Linked DNA regions of Mus musculus: all the other regions are linked to region 4. The links are chromatin contacts, called in public Hi-C and HiChIP or PLAC-seq maps. All regions are on one chromosome and are shown on one strand. The core of a region is the stretch at or near the end of the contact, and the rest is flanking DNA. Distances in the headings are between cores, read along the strand shown.

Region 1 (2,936 bases), core at 107-2,606, 410 kb before region 4:
AAAACAAATTAGATTCAATAACTGCCTAGGTAGAGGACGTTCATGACCCTCTTTCTAGGGAGCTGCAGTCAGTAAGGCTTCCCTCAGTGTCACCATCCTGCCACAGCAGACCCACCAGTGCTAGAGTGTTCTGTTTGTCTGGCGAATGTGAGGAAGCATATGTGGTGTGTGTAGTCTTGTGTATCTGCACACATGTGGAGGTGCATGCCTATGTAGAAGCCAGGGAAGGACACTGGGTGTCTTGCTCTATTATCTCTGCATCATTGCCTTGAAGCAGGCCTCTCACTCAATGTGGAGCTACCTCGCTAGCCTGGCAACTTGTGAGTCTCTGACATGACAGTGTTGAAGTGATGGACCAAGTGTTTGGCCACAGCCAGAGGGTGCCAGGGATCATAGAAATCAAGTATTCACCCTTACCTGGCCCTTTTCCACTGAGCCATTTCCCCAGGTCCTAGCTAGTGATTTTAGGTTTCAATCATATATATATTCAGTCATAGAAGAAGGGAAGACACTATGAAAGGTATAAAATAAGTCTAAGTGCCCTAACCTGTTGGGAAGAAACCCTTCAGACCAGTGGTTCTTAACCTTCCCAATGCTGTGGCCCTTAGTTCTTCATGTTGTGGTGACCACTAATCATGAAATTATTTCATTTCTACTTCATAACTTTAATTTTGGTACTATTATGAACCATAATGTAAATATCTGATAGACAACCCCCAAAGGGGTTGTGTGGGACTCACAGGTGGAGAACCACTGCCTTGGAACATTTCTTCCTACAAAATATTGTAGAAAATTTTCACCACATTCTTTTCCAATGCCTGAAATTCTCTGCCACCTTAGGACTTTGAAAGGCACGGATCACCTTAAAAACCCAGGTTCCGTGGACATTCCACGACACCTTAGCCTGGTTTAGTCAATGAGCAGAAACTGGACATTTTTTTAATTTTAAACTTTAAATTTGCCTTATTTGAGTTAAATATTTCTTGATCAGATATCTAACCACATTGGACATAATTTTGTGTATAGAGAGGAAAGAGGGATAAAAGGAGAAGATGCTAGCTAGCCCTCAGAAGACCTGTCTGTTGGAGAAGAAAGCAAACAGGGCTCGGTGAGAGCAGGTTGAGTAATGGCCGGTGCCTGAAGAATCCAGACAAGGCTGGGAAGCTCAGGGGAACTTCTGCAACCCCAGCAGCTTTCAGATTGTTTAACGTATGACTCAGAAAAAAAAAAATCTCATACATTCTCACTGCCGCAAAATCATGGTTAAGAAAAACAAAGGCACCATTAGACAGCGTAGAAGCAGCATGGCCACCCTCTCTGCTAGACCCACACATCCTTGAGTGCTCCCCTTGGGTCCTCTAGAAGGGCTCAAAGCACACGTGACTCTCTTTTTCTACCCTGGATTCTTTTGTTACTACATAGCGCCTGGGTCTTGGTAGTGGGCAGTGAATGCCAGCTCCTAGGTGAATCTTCTCTTACCTAAGCCGACAGCTGTAATCCTTATTCATAAGGTTCATCTCTGCTTTCACTTTTGATCCTTAACCTTTTATTGCCTATGGCTGAATTATTTCACAGCTAGGAAAATGAGCAGCAGAATGCTTGAGAATGGCTTAGTGAATTCCAACTCATAAATAAAGCTCAGACAGAAAAGCTTTCGCTTTCTGTTCTCCTTTGACCTTCAGCCTGTGTCACCTCCAGAGGCAGTTTTGCCCTGCTGTGCGGTTATGGTCATTTATGCTTGTAATCTACTCTGCAAATACTTCCTGGGAAAGGAACCACAGTCGTTGGTTTCTACACGGAGTTTTTCTTGCCCTCTTTTCTTACACCCTAAAGATACAATCCACCTCTTGAGAAATTCCTCAGGTCTTTGCACGCAAAGATGAAGGTAGCTCCAGACTCCACAGCTTCAATTTAACAAGTCTTGTTTTCCTTCCTGCATCAAGGTGAGGATTCTCCCACAGAGACAAGTTAATACCTTCTTCCAATGAGCAGTGATTGCCTCCAGCATCTTGAAACAAAGCCAATGTAGAAAGTTTTTCTGATCTTCACTTCCCGCCCAGAGCGTTTCCTGCTACAGCATCAGCTGTGTTGCTTACCCGGTATCCGCTATCTCCCTTTTCTGGTTGTATTTTATCTAAATCATCTTCACTCTAGTTGAGCTAAGGCGGTGTGGTTTTGCAAATTAAATCAGTTGTGGGTTTCTGCATATGTCTCCTCCCTGTGTTTACTAAGCTTTTTTTTTTTTTTAATTTTATTTTAAAAATATTGTATGTCTGTTTTTATCTTAGCAGCTGTGAAGGGAGGTTTGTTGGACTCAGGGCTCTTTTCAACCAAATCCCAGGCAATTTAGAAGGATGTGCTTGTAAGAAACAGGAATAAATGCTGTTGTGAGAGTGTCCCTTAAATATTGATGGAGTGAATTCCCTTTAAAATTTAAGTACATGCGTGAGAGATTATCTTGCACATACTTAAAAGAGTTCATGAGTCTAGATTTACACCTTTGTTTGGAGGCAAAGTCTGACATGTTCTTCCTTGCTGTTTTTCTGCGTGGTGCAGGCCAGATGGCCCCCAGGCCTCGCCTGTGTGCACCTCTTGTCTCTTCTTACCTCAAAAAATTCTGGGATTGCAGGTGCATGCAGCTGCCTAAGGGTTTTTTTTTTGTTTTTGTTTTTGTTTTGTTTTGTTTTGTTTTGTTTTGTTTTTTGGGTTTTTTTTTTTTCATAGTTTCTCCCGAAACTATGAAAAACTATGATCCACAGTTGAAACATCAGGTTTATGTGGCAGGTTGTTTTACCCACTGAGCCATCTCAACGCCTCCCCCCCCCCCCCCAAAAAAAAGGCAATTTTTAAGGAAGACAAGTCACACGGTCAGTGTAGAAAAGGAACAGGCCACATAAAAAGGCAGTTTGCTTTAGCTCCATCATTACGATCTGGGG
Region 2 (3,043 bases), core at 467-2,966, 430 kb before region 4:
TTATATTACATAATATTTCAAAACATTATTATTTTCATGTGTCAAGTGGGGATGATAATAATGGTTATGATGTTAGCTACTTCATTAGATTATGAAGGTAGAATGAACAATGTATGTAATTCTTCCCACCACAGGCCTACTATGTATAAGTATTTACTATGTTGCCAACATCCTGTCATTTGTATATAACCTTTTAAAAGCAATTGAAGCCTGATTTACAGAAACAGGCTGTGGATGGTCAGTAGTAGAGTCTCTACAATGTGTTTTAAATAATTAATCAGAGGACATATGAAGGTCCCTAAGCCCCTGCATATATTTAATCTCCTAAAATACTCAGTGGGAAACATAGTCATGGAGAATATGTTTCCTGACTTAAGGCATAGCTGTGTGATCACTCTGTCATTTCTCCCCAACCCAGTAGGATCTACTGAAGACTGGCTGGAGAAGCCAGTCCTTTCATCTTTGAACAAGAGGATCCTTAGCAGTCACAGACTGGGGCAGAAGTGGGGACCATCACTCCAGCCCTTTGACCTTGTTCCCAGGCATGACACACTTTTCTGCCAAATGTAATAGCCAAAATATAATGGAGGCCTACTATGTGCCAGACTTTGATGTCCTGAGGTCATCATACTTCAGGGCTGGAAGCACAGCCTCTGTATTGTAAGATCCTGACTTGTGGGCTAGTTCAGTGCTTATGTATCAACAAATGGCAAAGTGGATTAATTTTGGCCAAATATTTTTGTAACCTTTAAAACTCTGTGCATTGGTTTTGATGGTTCATATACATTATAGGGAAGTATCGCCATTTGTGGCTTCTTAACACAGCCCCAAGTATCAGTTGATCAAGTCACCAAGCACTTCCATGTCTCAGTGTCATCTGTAGAGTCACATTAGAAGCTGAAACTCTCCGTACCTGTGGCCATTTAAAGATGATGTATGTCAGTAACCAGAAGCCTGCTGAGGAGAACATGGGGTAGGGTGGAGTATTTAAATAGTGTTACTATTTAAATTCTCATACTAATCTGGCCTTCCTGTACTGCACAACAAAAATGTAATTTTATTAAGTGCGCGAAAATCTACCACCCCTTGTTATAGAGACAATCATGAACATTAGCAGCATGGCATAAAAACTCTTAAAAAGACAAATACACCCTAGTGACGAAAAGTTGCTGCCGAAATGCTGTACAGTTTACAGCAGTTCAAAACATCAAAAATCATTCATAAGACTCCACCAAGAAGCCTCTATGCCACTACAGAGCTGTGTCCAAACACACTCGTAGGTAATTAAAAAGCAAACCAAAACAAAAGCAACTCGTAAGCCCTTTGTAATGCAAAATGGATTAAATAAAACACTTCTTTCTGCCGGCGACCTTAGCCCTTCCCACTGGCTGCTCATTTATGGTTTTTCAGCTAAGCAAGAAGAGACTGCTCTCGCGCCCCCCTTTCTGGCACTCAGGCGGCTGAGGCTCTGGCGTCCGTCCCGCTTCGCGCTGCCTGCGGCGTCGCTCCCCGCCCGGTGACTGCTTCATCCAGACCTCCTGCAGCCTCCGGGTCCCAGTCGCGGCAGAGCGACAAGTGGCCAGTGAGGCGTGAGGATGGAGGGTGGGGACAGAGCCAGCAGGAGGAAGGCCGAGAGCGCTCGCGGAACGCAACCAGGCGCGCGTCCCTGAGCCGGCGTGGCGAGCGCCCTCTGGCCGGTGCCGCCACCGGAGTACCCTTGGGTCGCCAGGCCCGCGCCAGTCCCCGCCATCCGAGCAACAGCGGCGCTGCTCTGGGACCGCGGCCGCGACACCAGGTAGGACCCAGGGTCCCAAGTTACCACCGAGGAGTGAGCAGACTGGAGGTGCCAAAGATCAGGGCCTGAAGGGCCACCCGAATGTCTCTTGCAAGTGTTCCAGGAAAGGGTAGGGGACTGTCAGGAGTAACAGGGGTGAGAACAAAATCGAGAAAAAGCAAACTTTGGGGCTCCTCCAGTCGTTGGTTTCTTGTGTGCTGGCGACCTTGACCAGTGGAAGCTGGGGTCAGGGACTGAGGGGCGCTTCCTTCTTCCTTTGCGTTTCCTTAGCACCCGAGGAAAGGCAGGCTAGGAAAAAGGAAACAGTTGCAACTTTATGTGTTCTCCACAAAACAAAAACAAAAACAAAACCATAGACTTGTAAGGAGTGTTTTCTGTCCTAGGAGACCTGTCCATGGAGAACACCTAGTTTTCTGGGAATTTGCTGCAGCGCTTGATTCGGGTTTTTGTTTGTTTTGTTTTGTTTTTCAGGGGCTAGGTTGTATTTTAGGTGTTTGTTTGTTGTTTGATTTTAAAAGTTGAGGTATTCACTTCCTTAGAACAAGATTATTTTCTAGCTTTGAGTGTCACATGTTAAGATGCATTTTGTTATATGCAACCTCTTTGTTCCACTGGAGTTTTAAGAGCTGGCATTATCAAAGTACCACGGGTGACTTTAATGACTCCATGTGGGCGTGGGAGAGAGGTCCAACGGCGGGCTGAACCTTAGTGATTCTGGTGTTCTCTGCAAGGGGAGCGTCACAGAGCTGCCCTGTCCTCTGGGCTGTCCTGCTACTATGTGGGCTGGCCATGGTGCTAATAAAAGATTATTCAGTGGTGACACAGCTGGGTATGTGTGGAGATGGGAGGGCGGAGGGCAGGGGTGGGGGTTGGGGGGGAGGGAGAAAGAGCTTGGGCTGTCAGTGGGAAAAATGGACCGTTTGTGCCCAAGCCCCAGTCCTTTAAGCTGCAGGTGCCTTTTGAGAACACAGACCTAGACTGGGGAATTGTGTGATGAACCTCAGACAAGATATGGGGGATCTGCCTTTGTCTTCTCAGCTCAGTTCATTTGTCCCTTTCATTTAGCAAAGGAAAAGTCTCGGGATTCAGGAGTCAAGGAAACAGAACTTAATGGCTCCGTGCATTTGTCCTGGAAGCCATGCCCACCACTGCTTCTTCCTCCCCAGGGCTTGTTTCCTTGCCTGAGTAGTCCTTTTCTAAGATCTTGAGTACCTCACCCCACCCACACCCCAACCTTGTGAAACATCA
Region 3 (3,088 bases), core at 579-3,078, 270 kb before region 4:
TAGGTGCAAGGGAAGTGTTGGGGATTTGATTTCTGCTTACATAGGAATTTGCACGTCCACTGCTGGTCCCTGCCAAGGTTGGTTTGTTGACTGGTCAATAAAGAGCCAGCAGACAATGGCTAGGCAGGGGGATAGAGGCGGGACTCTGAGGATTCCCAGAGAGGAACACAGGACAGAGAGAAGGAGAATCCCCAGGGCAGAAGGAAGGAAGAGGGTACAAACATGAGAGCCTTGAGAGCCACGGAAGACAGAGAAGCAGCCATGTAAGAACCACGGGAAAGCAGTCCCGGGCCACTCCCCATTTGGATCTGGGGTAGCAGAGATGCAGGATAGATTTTAGAAAGTAATAACTCAAGAATATCTGAAGTGAGTGTGTTAGCCACAGGGAGGTTCAGGAGTGGCCCAGCCATTGGGCTACTTAAGGCATATTTAAAATATCGCAGCGTGTTTGTTGTCTTTCATTCGTGAATACAGAGCACTCTGGCTGGTCCAGGGGAGCCTCGAGTACCCACCTGGGAGCATGGAGCGGTTTTAATACGAACTGCTACAAGAAGGAAGGAAGAGAAGCAGAAGAGGGGAAGAGGGAGGGAGGGAGGGAGGGAGGGAGGGAGGGAGGGAGGGAGGGAGGGAGGGAAATATATATATATTTCTCTTCTGTATATATACACTGACTGGGTTCATCACTTGAGTCAATGCTAAGATAGACCTGAGAAGAGCATCCCAAGGAAGGAAGGGTTGTTGTGGCTCACAGTTCCAAGGATGCAGTCCACAGTGGGAAAGGACAGCAGCTGTGTGGGGCAGCGGGTCACACATTCTGCATTCAGGAAGCAGAGTGGTGCCTGAGGCTGCTCAGCTCTATTTCTCCTCTGTTCAGTCAGAGACTCCAACCCAGACCATTCAGGGTGGGTTCTACTTCAATTAATATAATCTAGATAGTACTTTACAGACAAACCCAGGTATCTGTTTCCAGAATGATCCTAAATCCCATCAGGTTGAAAATAAAGATTAGCCTTCACACACACACACACACACACACACACACACACACACACGATACACATCACACTACCCACCATACACATCTCACACATACACACATATACCATACACATCACACACACCACACCATACATATCACACACATGCACACACACCATACACATTACACCATATACACCACACACATACCATATACATCACACATACCACACATATACACATACATGCACACACACCATACACATCACACACACTCACGCACATAACTTGAGGCTAGATCACCACTAGAGGGCAGCAGAGGAACGTGACAGAAGATGCTACTGCCGTCGAAAACGTTTTGTGAACCAAAATGAACTGGATTCTCCTGCTTCCTTCCTTCCTTCACCGTGAGCATCCTTCAAGGGAAGCTTGAGGGCAATCTACAAGAGTAATCCCAGCACTCAGGAGGCAGAGGCAGGCGGATTTCTGAGTTCGAGGCCAGCCTGGTTTACAAAGTGAGTTCCAGGACAGCCAGGACTATACAGAGAAACCCTGTCTCAAAAAAAAAAAAGAGAGAGAGAGTAATAGAAAGATGTCTAGCCAAAGGATGGTACGATGCAAGGACAAAATGTCACAATAGAGCCCATTATTACTGTGTACAATTAATAAATACTAGTGAATGGGGTGTATTGTAGGAAATAAAGGGGAAAACCTGCTTGTCATAAAGTGATTCAGAGCCCTGACAGCGAGCCTCTCAGGTCATGTGATCAAGGACTCTCAGTAGACAGGTCTTTGTGGAGCTCTTTGCCCTCCTGAGCTCAGTCTCTTCATCAATGAAAGGATCGTATTGATTGTATTCACTGGGTAAACACTCAGGTCACACAAACAGACCAGTGCAAACCTCCCTGAAACCAGCAAAGAACACTACAGATGACAGTGCAAATACTGTTGCTGACAGAGAGTTTGGGGTCATGGTCTGCTCAGTTCTCTTACAATTCCCCAGGAAGAGCCACAGATAGTAGGTTCTAGAAAGGAGAGAGCTGATGAGCAATGCTTTCAGCACCTAAGAAGATGTTCGCCAACCAGGAGATAGTTGTTGCTGAGTTTCTTAAATGCTCCCGTGCAGAAGACCCATAAACTTACCAACTGAAGTGAGCTTCACTCTTGTCATTTACCAAGTGAGGAGTGGCATTGTCCATGGGTATCTGAGACATGGTCAGTCTCCTGATATGGTACTCACCCTCCCATGTTGTAATGCAAGCTGTCTACTCTCCTATGTCACTTCCTCTTCCTGACACTTGCAAGAGAAGGGGTGGGGGCTGGCTGTTATTTTTCACTACCAGTAATTCCTCTGCAGCCACCTGCTGTGTCGCAAGGTTTCTAGAATCAACCAACACACCATGACGTCTTCCCCCTAAGATCAGGGAGTGAAGAAGACAGAGAGTAGACTGTAGCTAACTGCGTAGGGCACTAAAAGGGGGTCATGTTGTAAATTAAGGAAAGCCAGGGCAGAAGGATTTGGGTGTTTTGGTGAGAAAATTTAGGAAGAGAGTTATGAGGGACATCTCCATGTGGTCACTAACTCAGCTCAGATCTAATGCAGCGATCCAACCCCGGTTCCTTCTGCTGGCCTAATAACTTCAACGCTGCTTTTTCTCTCCAGTCTCATGTGCACCTCACGAGATGTGCGCTCAAATTTGTTTCCACATACTAGCGGCAGAAAAAAGAACACAAAACTCTAGCACTTACTTCTCCCTCCATCTCTACTCGGTATGGTCCCCTCTGTGTCAGACATTTTTCACAGTGACAATTTGATTGGACCTAGAGTTTTTAAGTTCAGATGCAGGTACCCTAAATTCAGTTGCCTCCGTGGCTGGAATGACCACATCCCCGCTCTACCTAGAACACTCTTTGCTCATGAGTTTGGGGAAGTAACCAAACCAGCCCACCAGACCATGCTAAACAAACAACCCAAGGGAAGGGCCAGGCTTCCTGGAAGGCTAAAGGGCTTGCACTGATGCCCGCCTTTAATCGCGTTTGAGCCATTTAAACCACATGATGGCAAGCTTCCGCTGCCCCTCCCCTACAGCCCAGCCTCCCGCTTTTTCTC
Region 4 (2,791 bases), core at 125-2,624:
CTGTTCTGAAAGACTTGTAGAATGACCTACTAGAGGGAACTCTTCCCTGTTGGAAAGATGTGTGAAAAATTTATGCGGGGGACAGGTGGTGGGGGGGAGGAGGTACATAATAACAAATCAGGGGGTCAACAAGAACCCATATGGTAGGAGAAAAATGACGCCTGTAGGAAATCACACATGTGATTTCCACGTGTGGCTTGTCCTCGGAACTCTTAATCTCCTGCCTGCACCTTCCAAGCACTGGAATTCCAGACATATTGCCACCCTGGGCTCCATTACTCATATTTACTAAAATTTGTTATCTCGAAATGTTTACAGCTCAGCCCAGTATAAATGTGTCCCCATGATTTAAAAGAGCCACCTGTTGCAGAGAGACAGGCCTCACCTATTCCCAGAACAAGCAGAATTATAACAAGAACTTATGTCAATGGTCCCCCCTTCCTGACTTCTCAAAGGAAGGTCTGACTGATCACCCTTCTAAGTCCCTCTTCATCCTCTGTCACAGCCTTAAACTGCAGAATACTCTACAGCGCTTCTCTGCTCTTGCTTTCCCTCTTCCTCATAGGTGCAGCCTTTCCACTTGTAATAAAACTCCTCTTCCAGGTCTTTCCAGCTTGTAATCTGGTTCTTCGGATCAATCCAGGCCTGGGTTTTCCAACGAGCTTCTTAGAGATCTAACCCCTGGAGAAGCACCTTACTGAGCTTGCAGCACTCATTCAGAGCACAACTGGTCCAAGCAGAAGAAGCTCGAAAGCTAGCGGAGGGACATGAACGCTAAAACTCCCCTTAGCGCAGGCCTGAGCATGCCGGGGGTTACAACAGACACTCTCTGTCCCGGTGAGACAACGGCCTCAACCTTCACTTCAGGTGCTCTGGAAGGAAACAAGTTTTGGGGTTTGTGTTTTGGCTTCTCCATTCCTGAGGCCCGACGCAGTCTGGGTTACTGCGGTCTTGCGACCCAACAACTTGGTCTGGGCATGGGCCATGAAGAGGAGAAAGGTACTTTCTTCACTGTCAAGAGGATCGGGACTGGTGAAGGGGGGATCTAGGTGGCCCGGTGGAACGTGGCAGGCTGAAGGAGCCCAACGTGGAGGGCTGGGAACCCCCCGGGCAGCTCGGGGTGCCCCGCCCGCATCCCCGCGCCCCTCACGGCGCGGCCTAGAGCCGCGGCCTCGCGTCCAGCGCATCCGTGAAGGCGCGCACACCCGAGTCTACGTTCCGGATCAGACCGCCTGCCAGGGCCGCCGCGGCGCCACTCACCCGGCCTTCCGAGACGATTGTGCCCATGGGCCACGGCGGCGGCAGCGCGGAGCCCGGCCGCCCTGCGCGGAAGCCCGCCCACCGCCGGAGTCCGCCGCAGCGCCGAGCCTCCACGGAGTCCGCAAAGGGATGCACCGCGCGGGGTAAGAGAGCGGAGGCTGCCGGGAGTCCACGTCTGCGCCTGCGTGTGACTCGCGGAAGCAAAGCTGCACTCTCCGGCTCGCACTGCACCCTGCTGACGGGAGGACTACATTGCATCTCCTCTCTGCCGGCCAAGAGATGGCGCCATTGGCACAAGGTTTCGAGATTCATGTGCCTTCTGACCTTGGAGTAGGAGCCGAATCCCCTACTAGGCTCCAGGTATTCACTCCCAACTATTCCCTTATATACTAAATGGTGGAAATAAATTTGCAGGCGAGATGTTGCAGAATCTAATAGCATTAAAAACACACACTGAGCTAGGTCTTCAGAGAAAGAATGTAAACACTATAAACCTTGCTCGCTTGGAATAAAAATGCAGCAAATGGCAAAAGAAAGGTCAGAGAAACCAGGGCTTTGTGTAAATATGTTTTCCCCATATTTTTGGTTGCATGTAAAAATTATTTCAAGCTATAGCTGGACAGTTGTGACCCATGCCTTTAATCTCAGCCCTTGAGAGGCAGAGACAGAGATTTCTGAGTTCAAAGCCTGCCTGGTCTATATAGTGAGTTCCAGGACAGCCAGGACTACACAGAAACCCTATTTTGAAAAACAGCAACAATAACAACAACCCCCCCCCCCCCCCGCAAAGGGTGGTGGTGGTGGTGAATTCAAGCTGAAAAATGTATCAGTCAGGGTTCTCTATAGTCAGAGGACCTATAGACTGTCTATATATATTAAATGAATTTATTGCAATGATTTACACTCTGCAGTCCAACTAACCTGACAATGGGCAGCTGTGAATGGGAAACCCAAGAATCTAGTAGTTGCTCTGTCCCACGAAGTAGGTTGTTTCATCTGGTCTTCTGTCTAAGCTACAATCTGAAGAAATCGGTTCCAACAGAGATGCTGTCAAGTAAGTGCAAGAAGGTGACGAGGAGTGAGTCAATCTTCTTTCTCCCAATGTCTTTATGTCCTCAAGTTCCACACCTGGATCCGGAACTTGCTTTGTCCCAGGCTGGCCTTGAACTCAGAGAACTGCTTGCCTCAGTGTCCTGGGATTAAAGTTGTGCACTACCTTGCCTGGGCTGTCTCATGATCTCCATGTCAAGATCTGGGTCAGCAGCCTGTGTCTTCCAGCCTCAAGATCCTGTGTGCCCTCCATTTCTGGATTGTAGTTCATTCCAGATGTAGTCGAGTTGAAAACCAGGAATAGCCATCATAAAACTGTGGAGGTGGACCTTACACAAGTGAACACACCAACATTATAATCTGATTTACAAGAAAGTGTTCAAATAATTCTGAAAGTGCCAGGCGTGGTGGCACACGCCTTTAATCCCAGCACTCGGGAGGCAGAGGCAGGGGGATTTCTGAGTTCGAGGCCAGCCTGGTC

The links. Hi-C and Micro-C count contacts between places; a contact is called where the count stands out from the background. HiChIP or PLAC-seq counts read pairs in DNA pulled down with a chosen protein or histone mark.
Region 1: an H3K4me3 HiChIP or PLAC-seq map of bone marrow-derived macrophages shows a contact between it and region 4, with 4 times the contacts expected there. The contact joins the enhancer-like site here to the promoter of Rbm17 in region 4. A contact is called at or near these places in 1 of 484 Hi-C or Micro-C datasets (pre-B cells), 4 of 115 datasets of contacts at active chromatin or transcription factors (the SCID.adh cell line, T-cell acute lymphoblastic leukemia, Th17 cells and 1 more) and 2 of 9 other capture datasets (adipose tissue and liver).
Region 2: a Hi-C map of muscle stem cells shows a contact between it and region 4, with 5 times the contacts expected there. The contact joins the promoter of Prkcq here to the promoter of Rbm17 in region 4. A contact is called at or near these places in 6 of 39 promoter capture datasets (the HPC-7 cell line, hematopoietic stem and progenitor cells, hippocampal neurons and 2 more), 2 of 484 Hi-C or Micro-C datasets (muscle stem cells and pre-B cells), 3 of 115 datasets of contacts at active chromatin or transcription factors (the SCID.adh cell line, bone marrow-derived macrophages and regulatory T cells) and 2 of 9 other capture datasets (adipose tissue and liver).
Region 3: a Hi-C map of neutrophils shows a contact between it and region 4, with 6 times the contacts expected there. The contact joins the enhancer-like site here to the promoter of Rbm17 in region 4. A contact is called at or near these places in 14 of 39 promoter capture datasets (the 3T3-L1 cell line, 3T3-L1-derived adipocytes, the C10 cell line and 9 more), 5 of 15 datasets of contacts at CTCF or cohesin (CD8 T cells, embryonic stem cells, large pre-B cells and 2 more), 56 of 484 Hi-C or Micro-C datasets (B cells, the Ba/F3 cell line, the C10 cell line and 39 more), 35 of 115 datasets of contacts at active chromatin or transcription factors (the 230-238 cell line, DN3 thymocytes, the HPC-7 cell line and 22 more) and 5 of 9 other capture datasets (adipose tissue, embryonic stem cells, liver and 2 more).

What each region holds. Positions count from the first base shown.
Region 1 is chr2:11,191,290-11,194,225 of GRCm38.p6, forward strand. The region is part of intron 1 of Prkcq (protein kinase C, theta); the gene reads left to right. Among named protein-coding and RNA genes, the nearest start is that of Prkcq, 20 kb to the left of the region's middle. Within about 2 kb of position 1,357, at least 114 of the 459 cell types and tissues checked have an H3K27ac peak or open chromatin away from gene starts, as enhancers often do. A contact at or near this core is called in the SCID.adh cell line, T-cell acute lymphoblastic leukemia, Th17 cells and 4 more, where this site is marked.
Region 2 is chr2:11,170,666-11,173,708 of GRCm38.p6, forward strand. It overlaps Prkcq (protein kinase C, theta), which reads left to right and starts at 1,717. Exons shown (of 18, transcript NM_008859.2): 1 at 1,717-1,795.
Region 3 is chr2:11,330,398-11,333,485 of GRCm38.p6, forward strand. No RefSeq gene overlaps it. Among named protein-coding and RNA genes, the nearest start is that of Gm13293, 7.5 kb to the right of the region's middle. Within about 2 kb of position 1,829, at least 134 of the 459 cell types and tissues checked have an H3K27ac peak or open chromatin away from gene starts, as enhancers often do. A contact at or near this core is called in the 230-238 cell line, B cells, the Ba/F3 cell line and 24 more, where this site is marked.
Region 4 is chr2:11,601,825-11,604,615 of GRCm38.p6, forward strand. It overlaps Rbm17 (RNA binding motif protein 17), which reads right to left and starts at 1,375. Exons shown (of 12, transcript NM_152824.1): 1 at 1,261-1,375.